2 separate regions of the Gossypium hirsutum genome follow, and region 2 is linked to region 1. Evidence: chromatin contacts called from public Hi-C data. All regions are on one chromosome and are shown on one strand. Each heading gives the region's core, a stretch centred on a gene start, on an enhancer-like site or on the middle of the called end of the contact. The rest is flanking DNA. Distances are from core to core; before and after follow the strand shown. Region 1 has its middle 14 kb from the start of LOC121205740. Region 2 holds the start of LOC107894614 (LOB domain-containing protein 16).

Evidence for each region. A called contact is a pair of places that touch in the nucleus more often than the background predicts.
Region 2: a contact with region 1 is called in a Hi-C map of leaf, with 2.5 times the contacts expected there. The contact joins the promoter of LOC107894614 here to the enhancer-like site in region 1. A contact is called at or near these places in 7 of 34 Hi-C or Micro-C datasets (callus, hypocotyl, leaf and 1 more).

Annotation. Positions count from the first base shown.
Region 1 is chrA08:9,662,354-9,669,799 of Gossypium_hirsutum_v2.1, forward strand. No RefSeq gene overlaps it. Among protein-coding and RNA genes, the nearest start is that of LOC121205740, 14 kb to the right of the region's middle. Within about 2 kb of position 2,773, at least 7 of the 9 cell types and tissues checked have an H3K27ac peak or open chromatin away from gene starts, as enhancers often do. A contact at or near this core is called in hypocotyl and leaf, where this site is marked.
Region 2 is chrA08:9,846,412-9,853,857 of Gossypium_hirsutum_v2.1, forward strand. It overlaps LOC107894614 (LOB domain-containing protein 16), which reads right to left and starts at 4,509. Exons shown (of 2, transcript XM_016819899.2): 1 at 1,988-4,509; 2 at 1,402-1,888. The coding sequence starts at 2,287. The coding sequence ends at 1,574.

The DNA.
Region 1 (7,446 bases), core at 1,523-4,022:
TAATATATTGATTATGGTTATAATTATAATTATGGTTGGTGTTGCAATTACTTTTCATAAATTATTATAATTATGATTAAAATTTATTTCAACATCATATATTTACTTATATTAATATATAAATAATAATAATTGTAATAAATTTTTTTATAATTTTATGAAAATTGAGACTAAAAAATATTAAAGGAACTAATATTATTAAAAAAAATTATAACATTGACAATGGAGTAAAATGTGTTTGTTTCTAAGTAATTTTAGATTTTGTCAACTAAATTTTTGAATTTTTAATTCCAGCCAAAAGAACTAAATAAAGTAAGTTCACATTCCACTCATAATCTTATAATCTATAATCTTATTACGAAACATAATATAAGATTCAGCAAACTAAACATATACCTGATGTTACATTAAGCGATAGATTTGTCTATTGAGGCTACACTTTTTGGAAACATTGCCAACTCATTCCAGAATCATTTATCTTTTGCTAATTAAGAAAGCAATTCCAATTCTTTTTGTTTTTTACTTGAAAAAGAAAAAGGAAAAAGAAGATTAAGAGGAAGAAGATAAAAAGTTGAACAGATTACTATTACTAATAGTTAGACCATAAAGTCATTCCTAACTTACAACCTTCAAGAATTCATGGTACAGTGGCAGAGTGAAAAATTTTTTTGGGCGGAATTAAATTATATATTTTCACGATAGTAAAAATATAATTTTATTATTTTAATTGACTATATTTTTATAATTTTTAAAAAATTAAATTAAATTTTTATTATTTTAGGGAGACAAAATGTAATATTATCATTATTAATTTAAAATTTTATAAATTATAAAGAGTTTAAATGAAAATTTTTTCATTTTAAGGATCCTTTCTACCCTTGGCTCCACCTGTATATGGTACCAACTCAACTAATTCTCAATCACATATAATCAATAAAAAAACTTAATTTGATTAAGTTCATAAGCCACAGCTTTAGCATCGGAATTTTCCCCATTAATAAGCTTAATTGCTTTTTTTATTTTGCTTAATCTTAAACCAAATCCCAATTAGCTTCTCCAGGTTGTCTCCACCTGTCATTAACTTTATTTCTTCTCTATAAACTTTAATCCATCCACACTCCAGTCAACATAAATTAAAATAATTATTAAAAACTTTAATGCCATACACACATATATTGATTGAAAGAATGCAATCGATTTATAATATAAAATATAAATTCACATGTAAAAAAAAAAAGTAAAATAGAAGTTGGAAATGATTTAATTATGATTTATAAATTTATTATTATAATATTTGAATTGATAAGTTAATATATTTTAATTTTATTTAATAATTTAAATAAAAAATATTATTTTATATTAATTATTATAATTAAAAATACAATATTTAAAATTTAATTAAATAGTAAATATTAATACAACATTAATCATGTTAATTATATTTAGATTTATTGCACTATTTTCATTGTTATTAAATATTTCGTATTTCTATACATATATATATATTTACTAAATTGTCAAATATATATATCATCAGTTGTTCTCATATTTGAATTCCAGATTAAATGTGAATTGTATGATTAGATAACAACAACATTTTTTTTTCGTTACTTCAATTGTAAGACTTGATAACAATGCAAAATTCTCTTTTTTTTCTTTTCTTTATATGTTGTCTGGATCTTTTAAGTCCGGTCATTCTTTGAAAACACTAGTGAATGATTGTTTAATCTTTATACCTGAAAATTGAGTGTTAATTGTTCGTTACATTCTTCTGAGAAAATCACCTTTCTAATTTAACTTGGACAGTAGACAGTAGCTATTACTGATGCTAATGTGTATTTATCCAATCCGCTTATTGCTCTTGCACGAGGATTCCGGGGACGTGATAGTATGGGTCTGTAGTTTTTTTTCCCTTTTATCTGTTGTACAAAAAAGAAAGTGTGTAGTTGACGAGAATGAGGATTCATGGCCTAACTGTTAAGCTAACCTAGATATTATTGATCCCTATTTTATGGTTTGGACTTTGAACTTTCTAATCAAGTTACTTTTTATATGTATATTGGGAATTATACTTTAAATATTAAATTAAATAAAACAAAAGAATTAATGTAGTAACTTCTGGAAAAAAGAAAAAAGAAAAAAGAAAAAAGAAAAAATGCTTTTGGCTTCTCTTTCTGAATCATCATCATCAAACATTTCCGTGGCTACTGACATAAAATGTTGGGAATCGAAATTGATGTTTGAACGTCTAGAGCAAGTCATAACTCACATGACACTTAACATCTTAAAAAACCCATTAATATATAATAAATGAAGCTTTGATAGGGACTTAATTCATGGTTAATTTTGGAAATATTCTCATCAAATTATATCTAACCATGGTCCCATTCATGACTATAGGCTGCTTTTGAGACATTAAATTCTTTCAAAAAAAGGTCTCGGCAAGGACGAAGGAACGTCCGAGGTAATGCCGGAGCGAATAATGGAGCGATTAACAGAGCGAAATCTCGCAAGGAGTTGAGAAGCTCTCGATTTAAGGTGTCAAAGAAGGTGGGAGAGACGAGCGATAATCACGCTGTCTCTGTTGGAGGTTTTCTATCGGTAAGGGGGCTGAAATATACCCTAGGAAAGTTGATGGTTTTAATACTGGGGTTGGGGATAAATCTTTGAAGGGTTTGGGTTCAATTTCTATTCCAGGCTTTAAGCCTAGTTCGGGTATTGGATCTTCTAAGAAGGTTGCTACGGTAGCCAAGGAAATGGATGACATGAGTCGTCCGATTGTTGGGCTTCCGGTAGAGCCTGCTACGCTGAATTCTTCGGGCCAGGCTGTTAATGGGAGGCCTAGAAAAGCTATGGAAAAAAGGCCTATGTTGGACAGTGTTATTACACAGAATATGAGTGAGGAATTAAATATTGGCAATTTTATTTCTAATTCTAATTCAAACGTTGGTGTTGCAGGATCGTTACATCATTTATCTTCTGGTGAGGACGTGGTCTTGGGCGATGTAGTTCGTCAAGGTTTATCCACTGAGGTTTGAGGGGATTTAAATGCTGGGAATTTTGACAATATTAAAGCTCATTTTAATCCTGCTTTCGAAGGTTCTGGGGGTACTCTTGTTCTCATTTCTGATGGTGTTTTGGATCTCGGGAAACATTCAGCAATAAGTTTCAAAGACTTATTTCACAAAAAAGAAAAAAATAGTTCGGTTAACCTTTCCCGTGGAAAATTAGGTGAAGGAATTTCTGTTTCCAAAGAGAGGCATAGAGGTAAAGATTTAATTGGGCGAAGTAGTCGAAAAGCTTCCAATACGTTGCGTGGTAGGAAGAGTCGTTTCAAAGCTTTCGGGAATTCCAGAGTACCATTACTCGAATCTATAGAAGAAATGGCTAAATTCATTTCAAATCCAAATATTGGCAATGATCTAATTTTTGGATCGGAAGGTATAGATTTGATCACGGATGGGGATACTGTCTCTCGACAGTAAATGATACGATTTCTAATTTTTGCTGTTTATTATGAATTTTACTATTTTTTTTGGAATTGTCAAGGTTGTGCCAATGATAATTTTCCTCATATTTTTCAGGAATATAATCAGGAACATAGTCCTGATATTATTAGTTTGCTTGAGACAAGAGTTAGTAGGTCTAAAGTGCGGGTAATATTATTGCAAAATTGGGGTTCCTTAATTCTCATCACGTTGAAGTGATTGGTTTCTCGGGGGGCATTTGGATTGGCTGGAAGAATTCTGTTTGTCTTGAGATAATTTATAATCATTCTTAGTTTATTATGGCTCAGGTTCGATCTACGTCTTCCCTAATTTCAGTCTTTATCTCGTTTGTATATGGGAGTCTGAATAAGCAGAAACGTAAGGATCTGTGGGATATTTTGAAATGTTCGATTTCTATGGGAAATTACCTGTGTGTCGTAATTGGTGATTTCAACGCTATTCTTTGTCCTCTGAGAAATCAGGTGGTATGTCTAAAGATAGGCATTTGGTGACTTCATAGATAAGGAGAGCTTCATGATTTAGGTTTCAGAGGCCCCCATTTACTTGGCACAGGGGTTTGCTTTTTAAGAGGCTTGATCGGGCTTTGGGAAATGAAGCTTGGGTTCAGCTATTCCCAAATAGTTTGGTCACTCATCTCCCTAAAATTAAGTCAGACCATAAGCCTCTTCTCCTTTCTTTAAACTTGGAGGCTAATCTTCCTAAAGGCAGGCCTTTTCGTTATTTGGTTGGATGGGTTGAACACCCTGATTTTGGAAAATTTATAGGAGATAATTGGGGTTTCTCTGGTGATATGTCTGATACCTTAAGTATGTTCTCTTGTGATCTTAAGAATTGGAATAAGTCAGTTTATGGTCATATTACTTCTCGTAAAAAGGTTTCTTGTTAAGGAGCTCATTAAAATTCAGAAAATTATGGATTTCTCAGGTTCTAATCGTTTAGCTCAGGTGGAGTTAAAGATTCTGCAGGAGTTGGAGAATGTTCTTCGTCATGAAGAACTTCTTTAGAAACAGAAAGTCCGCTATGTTTGGCTTTATCTTGGAGATTATAATACTAAGTTCTTTCATGCTTATACGTTGCGTCAAAGGAAGAATAGCTGTATTACTATGATCAGCAATGATTGTGGGGACTGGTGATGGTCGTGAAACTAACTATAAATTCGACTAAGGCAAGCGCACGTATCGAATAGTAGTATAGTTCTGGTGAGACCGGAAATATCGTATCCACGAGGACTAAAAGTACTAGTAATTACTATCTTTTTATTATCTAGCCTAAGAATTAAAGTATGTTTTTAAACTGAAACTAATTATCTAATTAACTAAGATTATGACAAAGATGAAAGTTTGGAAAATACTTTAGGAAAAACCAATGGAGAAGACAATACCCAATGAAGAATCCACCTAGACTTCACTTATTACTTTTGAATTAGACAATTTATTCACTTAACTTAATCCATAGAAATCCCTAATTTATGTTAATATTTCTCTCGAGACTAAGAACAACTGACTCTAGGTTGATTAATTAAAACCTCTTTCTAATTAAAACCCCTATTGTTGCATTAACTTGATCTATGGATTCCCTTATTAGATTTGACTCTAATCCGGCAGATTTATGTCATCCTATCTCTAGGATTGCATTCAACTCCGCTTAATTATGAATGATCTACTCTTAAACAGGGACTTTTGCTCCATTGAATAAGCACATCAAAACCTGAATTAATACCCTGGAATATTAAAACAAGAATTTAGAACTCACAATTTAGAATAAGAATAAGTCTTTATCATACAATTCAAATAGTAATAAGATTCATCATAGATTTCATCTCCCTTAGGTATTTAGGGAGTTTAGTCCATACTAATGGAAAACATCTCAAAGTATGGAAAACAACAAAACATAAAGAAAACCCCAAAGAACTCTAGGAATTTGGATGCAAATCTTCAGTCTTGATGTAGATCCTTGCTTCCGAAATGATTTTGATGGCTGTCCTTAGGTATTTTCTGCTTCCAACTCTGTGTCTCTCCCTCCAATCCTCTTCTAGGGTCTTTATATAGACTTTTAAATGCCCAAATTATCCCAAAATAAGCCTTTTTCGAGTAGAACTAGACTTGGGCTCGACAGGGACACGGCCGTGTGCAATTCTGACTTGGATTAATGTCGACACGGCCAGGACACACGGGCTTGTGGTCTACCCGTGTGTCATACACGGGCGTGTGGATCACTCGTGTGGAAGTGCTTAGGCTGTGTGAAACACTGATTTAGGCCCAAATTTGTCCGTTTTTGGCCCGTTTCTCACTCTTTTGGTTATCCTAAGCTTTCCTAAGTATAAAACATGAATTTAAAGGATTAGGAGCATCGAATTCAATAAAACCAAGAAAAAATCATCCAAAAATAAGCCAAGTATGGGGCAAAAATATGTATATATTATGGTTTATCAAATATCCCCACACTTAAGCATTTGCTTGTCCTCAAGCAAAATCTTTGACTCACAATTAAAATAAATCATTCTCAACTGATAATTCTCATCAATAATGTTTGAAATAATCCATAAGAAATCATACATTAAAAGCTTAACTATAAGAACATCAAAGTTTCAAACAATGCAAATTGAGCATTTTAATCATAAAATCATAGGCATCCCTCCTTTATCTAAATAGTTATCTTTAATTCCAAAATGACAAGGGTTGACATCCTCTCTAAAGGTTCATTCAAATCACTCAAAGTGTTTAAGGTTTAACAATTAAGCACTCAAAAGTCAAACATGAAAATTTATTACCATAAGCTTGCATGAAAATCAAATCTCCACCACTATAAATGAGATGATACACAAATCAAAAGGTCTTTAGCAGGGTTGTAATGGGGCTTGAGTTAAAGGTGTTGGATAAAGGCTGAAAAATAGGGTTAAAATCAAGATTAATTTCAATAGATTACCCAACTAAGAAGAATGAAGTTAAATGCTGAATTACAAGAAAATGCTAGAATTCGAACTATCTAAAGCAAATGATGTGAGCTTTTTCTCAATATAACAACTTTAACTTATCCAAGCTTTTTAGAACAATAAGTAACTGAATGAATAAATATACTATTTTTTTTAAAGAATAAGAATATATAATGGAGAATACATCATAAGGATAAATTCAGCAACTAGAATGAACGAACATAATTAGATAACTAATCAAATTAAATCTCGACTAAAAAGGGAGTCAATAAAAGGGAGAAATTTTTAACGAATAAAAAAGGGTTAATTTATGGGTTACTATTAAGGGAAAAATAAAGAAATAATAATTAAGGCTCAAAGGGGTTTACTAGTGGTTAATTGTGTGGGTAGGCTTTTTATGGGGTAAACGGGTTAGAACCTAAGTGCCTTTATCATTTTCGTATATCAAATCAAAGGTGTGGTCTTGACATGCATAATCGATGCAAGTTTTAGAATAACAAATCAATGTTGACACACTCATAATCAATAAAATCAGTGAGTAAGAAAGATATATGCTCTAAAATGCTCAAAATCTCACGAAAATTATGGGTATTTGATGTCAATCCTGTAAATTTAAAACTTCAAGATGATACCTCAATTCAGGGAAACAACCTAACAATTTTAATTCTCAAAAGTCAACTTATCATGCTTGATCCTGTAGTGTCTTAAAGTTTAAACAATCAATACACAATTACTTATGATTTAATTCAAAACATATCAATAAAAGTCATAAATCAATTAGAATTCACTCTAATAATGATATGAGAAAATTTTCAAGGATTTTTCGATAATCACATAAATAATCTCCCCACACTTAAGATGTACATTGTCCCCAATGTACAAAGATAGATAATAGCAATATAAGTATAATATCAGAAGAGAAGGAGAGAAATGAAACTGCCCTGAATTTTTGGATGTAAACATTGAAAGAGCGGAAACGGGTTTAGAGGCATTTGAAAGTGATGT
Region 2 (7,446 bases), core at 3,259-5,758, 190 kb after region 1:
GAATAAAACAGTCCAACAAATAGACCCTGCTCTCTTTTCATCTTTTTTTAAACATATTTTATTGAATTTTTATAATTAATAAAACAAAGGCGACAGCTTTTAATCTTCAACTCACATTCAATAATTATCACTTATCTCGAAATCAATTATTTTTATTTGGAATAATTACTTTTAATGCCTTAATATTCCCTTGGTCTTTGCAATTTGCCTAGTGGAAGGATGGACACAAAGTGATTACTGCCGCTTGCTTCTTTTTTTATTAATTAAATAATGATAAGATTTTTATGACGCCAAAGGGGAATGTGTGAAGTTAGGAAGGATGTATGGAGCTTCATTATAATATCCTCAAATAAGATTGTTAACATGTAGCCCTAAGGGAACATTTTGTCTAAGAATGTGAATATATACAAGGCCATTCAATTTTGAAAAGAAATACTTAATGTTAGGTAAACCGAATTTAGAACATAAACCCTAGGTAAAGTGGGTCCCATCCCAAGATGCTTCCTCAATGGCCTATAATCACCATCATAGCACTCACCGTCCCTTCCCAGATATCCCTATTTGTAAACCAAGTCCAGGTGATCTGAATTTGGACCAAACAGATGTTGGGAAGGAACCCTTTGCTTAATCATCATTTGTAAAGTAATTAGACTACTCATTGATCTCAGACAACATTAATCCCTCTTTTGTGTTATTTCAACTTTTTCTATTCAATCCATTTAAATATTTTAAAAAATAACTTGCTATAGTTGAGATTTCTAATTGCTATACCACACCAAATCAAAGGCAAAGCATTTGCCCCATCAGCCCATTATACAAGGCAAAAGGAAAGAGCCAATCACAATGTAAAACTAAGAAAGCTATCACATGAAAAGACCTAGAGAGATTTCAAATACTCATTCCTTCATTGGACCTAATGACTGACTTCTAAGCTTAAGGAAGAAATTTACACTTACCAACTGAAAACTATTTATTAAGCCAAGTGGTGAGGAAAGATAGATGCTGGATGATGATAATATAACAATGTAATCTACAAAACCCTAACAACTGCTTGCTTAGTTGAGTAATCTATCATTAATCTTGATAGGTAGAATTAAAAGCAAACAATTGAGTAGAGCCCTGATTTCAATGCCTAGTTTGTCAAACTGAAGTTGCTCTATAATTGTGGGTCACAAAACAGTAAACTACTATCAAATAAATTTGTGTGAAATTCATATTTCAAAATAGAGAGCAAATCAGCACTTTCTACTTTTACAAAACTTTGAATTCGATACTTAAATAATATTGATGAAATTTTTTATCGCTTGATCCATCACTATCCAAATTAACTATGATTTTCAGAACAAATTATCATTCAGCTACCACCATCAATTTATGCACCATAGCTGAATAAAAAAGACAGAAAACAAAGAGGACAATGCTAATATTAGTCTGATAAAAAAGTTAAGGTACTAAATCTTCTTCAGAATAGTTTCCATATGTATATACACATCATGGATTGGAAAGAAAAGAAACAAGATCATCTGCCTCATATTCCATAGGGAAAGTATAGAATCCAAAACGATAGTTCAGCTTAATTCCTCATCATTCTAAGGGCAAGTGTTTGAAGCTCACCCAAATCACTATTATTATTTAATCTCTTCTTATGGTAACCCTGGAAACAAAACTCCTCATGTCTGCTTTGTATTTCTTGCAGGTTCACGCTATCACCACTGTTGAGCTCAACAGACTCAAGTGAGCTTTGTGGGGAGATTGGATTCATATAGCTTGGAACAGTGCCAGAAAGGTTTCCTTGCCATTGATTCTCTACTATCTTATGAGATGAATTCATATCATTTTGAGCTAGTTGGGCTTTGATTTGCATTAGTTGAGATTGCAGGCATGCAACCTACGAGAAACCACGAACAGATGTAATATGCAACAAAGATTAGAAAGTGTTCAAATTATAGCATGGAAAATTGAGAAAAAATGGAAAGGGCATAGGAACCTGTTGTTGTAAGGCGAATATATGAGCAACGCAACCATAAACGGGATCCCTAATTCTGGCTTCAGCTTCATAAGCAATGGTGACGACCGCCTCACAACGATCATGAGCTGGGATATGCAACAATAATTTGGATACATTGCTTGCCCCAAACACTTTATGAATGGCTGCAAATCTTGCAGGGCCTTGTTCTGAGCAAAAGTAAGGAGCAAAAATACAGTCAGAGGCGCATTTTCGTCTCAGAAACTTGCATGCACCACAAGGGGAGCCTGTTCCAGTGGTACTACTGCTTGATGATGCCATGGCAGAGATAAAAAAAGTGCTTTAAGAGAGAATTATAGCACCAGAGCAGGAATTAGGGAGAAATAATAATTCATAAAATTAAAGAATTACAAAGCACACGAGCATACTAGGAAATGGTGCTAAAAAAAATGGGGTTTGAGGGTTGGGGAGAGGATGGTTGGCTGGTTGGCTAGGCCAGAGTGGGGCTGTTGGGAGGGTCCTAAATTGCACAACAAAAAGGGGTAGGCTTGTAAGAAGTGTGAATGGGGGGGACATTGAAGGGCCTTTATGTAGGGTTCTAAGGGAGCATTTAATAATGGTTTCTGCAATATGGGGATTGTTTTTTTAATGGCTATATACCAAATTACTAAATGATTTAGACCTGGTTTATGTTATTTGAATTATTTTATTACTTCAAGTTTGATTTTTGTGGTGGTTTCGGGTTTTCTTTAAAGAAAATTTAATTTCCTTTTTCCGCCGTTCGCCGCACCTTGAAACTGCTGCTGTTTGTCTCTTTGTGGGCTCTGCCCCGACTACCACCTGCCGTTAAAAGCCTACCGACAACCACTTAGGTGAATTACGACATTTTTTAGTGCATTTGGTTTGTTTTGTTGTGTTAAGTATGAAAAAAAGGAAAAACCTTCTAGAACACCAGTGAGACTCGAATAAATGTCTGAATTAAGAAAACCTACTCATGACAAAATAATCTTACATATTAACCAAATTCTTATTCACATTGAGTTTGAATTTTGATATAATTTTGTCGATCGAAAATTATTTTAGGTTTAATCTTATATTAAGTAAGAAATTTTGGAAAATAAAAACTTTTTTGGGTAAATTATAAGTAATTGTCTCGTCTTAATCTTTAGAATTATTAGAAATATTTGTACAAGAAATGGGTTTTGTAGGAATATTGTAAGAAAGAGTTAGATGAAATGGAAGCATTTCATCCGACCGAACCATGTGTGACATAAGGACATGTACCCTTAAATAACATTAGAAGGCATTTATGCTACCACTTATCAACTCTCAACGGATATCACGTCCTAACTATATATGGAGACTGATAGTTTTGGTAGCTACAGCTAGCCCTCGCGTGTATAAAGTTGAAGGAGAGAGAGATTAAGAAAGAGATCGAGAAAGGTGTAAATGAAAAGCAGAAAGCGACAAGATAGTTAAGCTAGTTGGGAAGTGAGGGTGAGTGTGAGGGTGGCCATAATTGTTCCTTCAAAAGTCCAAGCGCATGTTTAACAAAGTAACAACCAATGATTCAAATACGAATTAAGCTGCCCCGTGCAATGGGCAAAGGGGAAAAGAAAGTAGCTTAACATGATGAATTTGGAGGCAGATTCACTTCATTTCCTTTATTGTCTCCTCATTGTCGGAAACCTCTCTTTGATTCAATGTTTCTTGTCCCCAGTGCACGTTCACTCCTCTCCCTTTGTACCCAAAGTTAATACCATCTTAGCTTCTCTACACCCTTTTAGTTCATATTACTTTCTTTTCTTTTTATAGGCTTAAATGTTAGATAGTGAAAATACATATATCTTTCTTGCCTTGCGAACCTGATTTATCTCCTTAATCTAGAAGAACAGGTAATCAATTGTATATTATGCAAACTTCCAATAATTTCACAAAGGACTACAGTACAGCTAAAATAATTACCAATTACTATCACTATCCACAAGAGTAAAATGCTTCAAATTTTTTTCTTCACATATCTGCTTAAGTCATGATGATCTTATTAGTTCTTTTATTATTTATTTTGTAATCCTCAAAACCAATGTGTATATATAATAATGTAGCAATCAATACCAATTCATCAGCAAACCTGGAACTATATGAATGGATCCAACCAAAAGGCAAAACGGAGAACAGCTGCAACTAACCAGAGCGAAAGTGGCGTGGCGCATTGTACCTATGCAAAGAATACGACTCACCAATGAAGAAGAAAAAATGGGATGAAAAGCATAAATGGGTTAAAGTTTCGTCACTCCCTAACGGAGGACAATGGCAGTTTGCAGCAAAAAGGAAAAAGAAAGAAAGAGTAAATTTTGAATGTCATAGTTGTGACTTCATATATTGCAGGCAACCGTGTAACGCGGCAGGCATATAGAAATTGATAATGGGGAAATTAAAATGGTAGGCACTCAACATCACTAGCATTTATAGTTGGAAGTATAAGTTGCAGCGTCAACCAAGCACATGGCTCACATGCATGCATAACTAGCTATTTCTATGTCAGGAGGGAATTAGGAGTGATAAGCATTTATAGCTTGAGATACCCTTTGGTTATCTCCGCCAGACAACCTTCAACTCTTGGGTTGGATGTTTATGGTTAGTGCTACAATCATGTGTGGAGAATTCTGGCCTCAAGTAACAAAAGCCGCATGAAATATGGCTTAAACAATTAACCCATATCCTTGAAACTCAATCCTTAAAAAAATTATACGAAATAATGATTCCACGTCATTCCTATTACTTTCCAATAGTTCAATCAACTTTTTTTTGATATAATTTTAACAACCTTTATATATTTCTTTTCTTTTTTTAAAAACTTCTTATTTGGGGTATGTTTAAGTAACATCTAATATAATTTTGATAACCTTAGTAAAATTTTTAAAAGAAATTTTAGTAACTTCTGATAAAACTTCGTTAACCATTGATATTTCACAACATTAACGATAAGTTGGATATCCTATAAGTCTACAACATGATTTTAGTAAGTTAAAATATTATACCAAAAAAATTATAATATAATTTTAATAAGGTAAAATGATATATTTGGATCTTCAACTTTATAAAAGAAATTATTTTTATCATTCATTTAATTTTTCGTCCTTTTTAATCATTAAACTTGCATTGTTTGTCAAATCATTCTAAAATAGATGAAAAAGTTAACGTATGTTGTTCTTGCTAACTTGGTAGTCCACGTGTATGCCATGTCAGCAATTAATTATTTTTTAAAAAATAAAATATTTTTTTTATAATTTCTATACTTTTTAAATATATTTTTATTTTTTAAAATTTAAAAAATAATTAATTGCTGGCATGACAGTCCACATATATGCCACGTTTAAAAAGAATTAAAAGAGATGAGAAATTAAATGTAAGACTAAAATGACATTTTTTGTAAAGTTGGAGGGCCAAATCAATATGCCTTTCAGTAATTTCCATAATAATTTTCTCTACCTCAAATATTATTTATACTAGATTAAGACACTTATTTATATTTATAAAAGATTATGTAACTCAAAATTTTAGGGGTTTTGGTGTGCTAGGTTCAAGTCTTACTATGTGTTTTTTTCCTAAATTTCGAACAAGCCAACCTCAAGAGTAGCTGACACATAAGAGAGGGAGACAAAATTGGATTTTATATAGGGGTGAAGCAAAAAAAAAAATAAAGAGAGGGAGACAAAATTGGATTTTAAATTTTTGTGAGGTTAAAATATATTTTTATCTTATATTAACTTATGAATTTATCACTTTTGAAAGGACTAAATAGAAATTTTTTCATTTTTTAGATGTCAAAAGTAAATTTTTATTATATAATAACTTTATTAGGGTACTAAAAAATAATTTTTCCATTTGAGGGTGCCAACACTTGCACTCCTTTAAATTCACCCCTAACCCCATCGCCTTACCCAGGGGGAAGGGTAATTTAATGATTGGAATCATTGCCCAATCCTCATTCCTCTATAAATATCGATCACCAAGGTAGCGAAACAGTAAACAACCTTACACTATAGAAACTGTTTTTCATAATCTCTTTAAGGATGAAAGTGATAATTAAATGCAACTTTGAGGGTAAATCATCCATTAACCCTTTCTATAAGAAACAAATGCCATTATAGGTTGAGTATTCTATTGTTGGATTTTTGTAGAAAACCTACAACCTTTCCTTGGGTTGGAAATTGGGAACAACCTTACTGTTGGGCTTGTATTGGCCCATTTGACTTTGCTGTTCTTATAAGATGCGGACTCAAAATCACATGATACAAATTTCAGACCCTTAATTGCGGCCATTAACTTTGTTGGGAGGATATTAGTTTTCAATTTCAAAGCATACCTTCCGCAAGGATTACTGCCTCTAAAATGTTTCCAGTTTCAACGCCTACAACCCACTGACGCTGTGCCTTTAACTTGATCATTTATACTTGGTTACTAATTCCTACTCCATGCACAGACGATCAGATATTGTTTATGAAATCCTCAATTCTATTGAAGTTGCAATGAAGAAAGTTACAGACTGATTGTTACTGAACATTCTCCAACAATATGCACCAAAATATTGTACTTAGCTACTGTATCATATATTCTGAAGTTGTCTGTATTAAAATTAAGTGACCTAAATCCTTATTTAAATAAAATACAGTGGTAAAATAAAATCCCTATAGAACTACACTTCTTTTATTTTATTTTAGAATAAGGTTTTTAAACCTTATTAAACTCTATCTATTTGATATTGTTTAGAATAAGGTGTTTCAATCTTACTACACTTCTATTAGAATACGGTTTTACAGGCCTATAAATAGACATAGCCTATTCCTCTTTTAATTAATCGAATTTGACATAGTGAATTTTTTTCTCCTCTGCCTGTGACTTTTTTCCCGAAAGGGTTTTCACGTAAAAATTTGTGTTCTTTTTTTCCTTTGCGATATATTGTCATTACTGACGTTCTGTTTTTACAAATTGGTATCAGAGTTTCCAGGTTATTCATTTCAATCACGGTAATGGCGTCTTTAAAGTATAAAATTCAGCTGTTGGATCGCAACACTAGATTCGTGTTGTGGCAGATAAAGATGCAGACAGTTCTTACATAAATGGACTTAGAGGAAGCCCTGCTAGGGGTAGATAAGATGCCTTCGACATTGACAGAGGAAGAGAAGAAGCGCAAGGATCGAAAGGCGTTAACACAGTTACATCTGCATTTGTCTAACGAAATTTTGTAGGATGTGATGGAAGAGAAGACCACCACTGGATTATGGAAGAGGCTGGAACAAATATGTATGTCGAAAACTCTAACCAACAAGTTGCGTATAAAGCAGCGTCTTTATGCTTATCGTTTGGAGGAAGGTGCATTTGTGCACGAACACTTAACAGTGTTTAAAGAAATTCTCCCAAACTTAGAGGCCATTGAGGTTCAGTATGATAAGGAAGATCTAGGGTTGATTCTACTT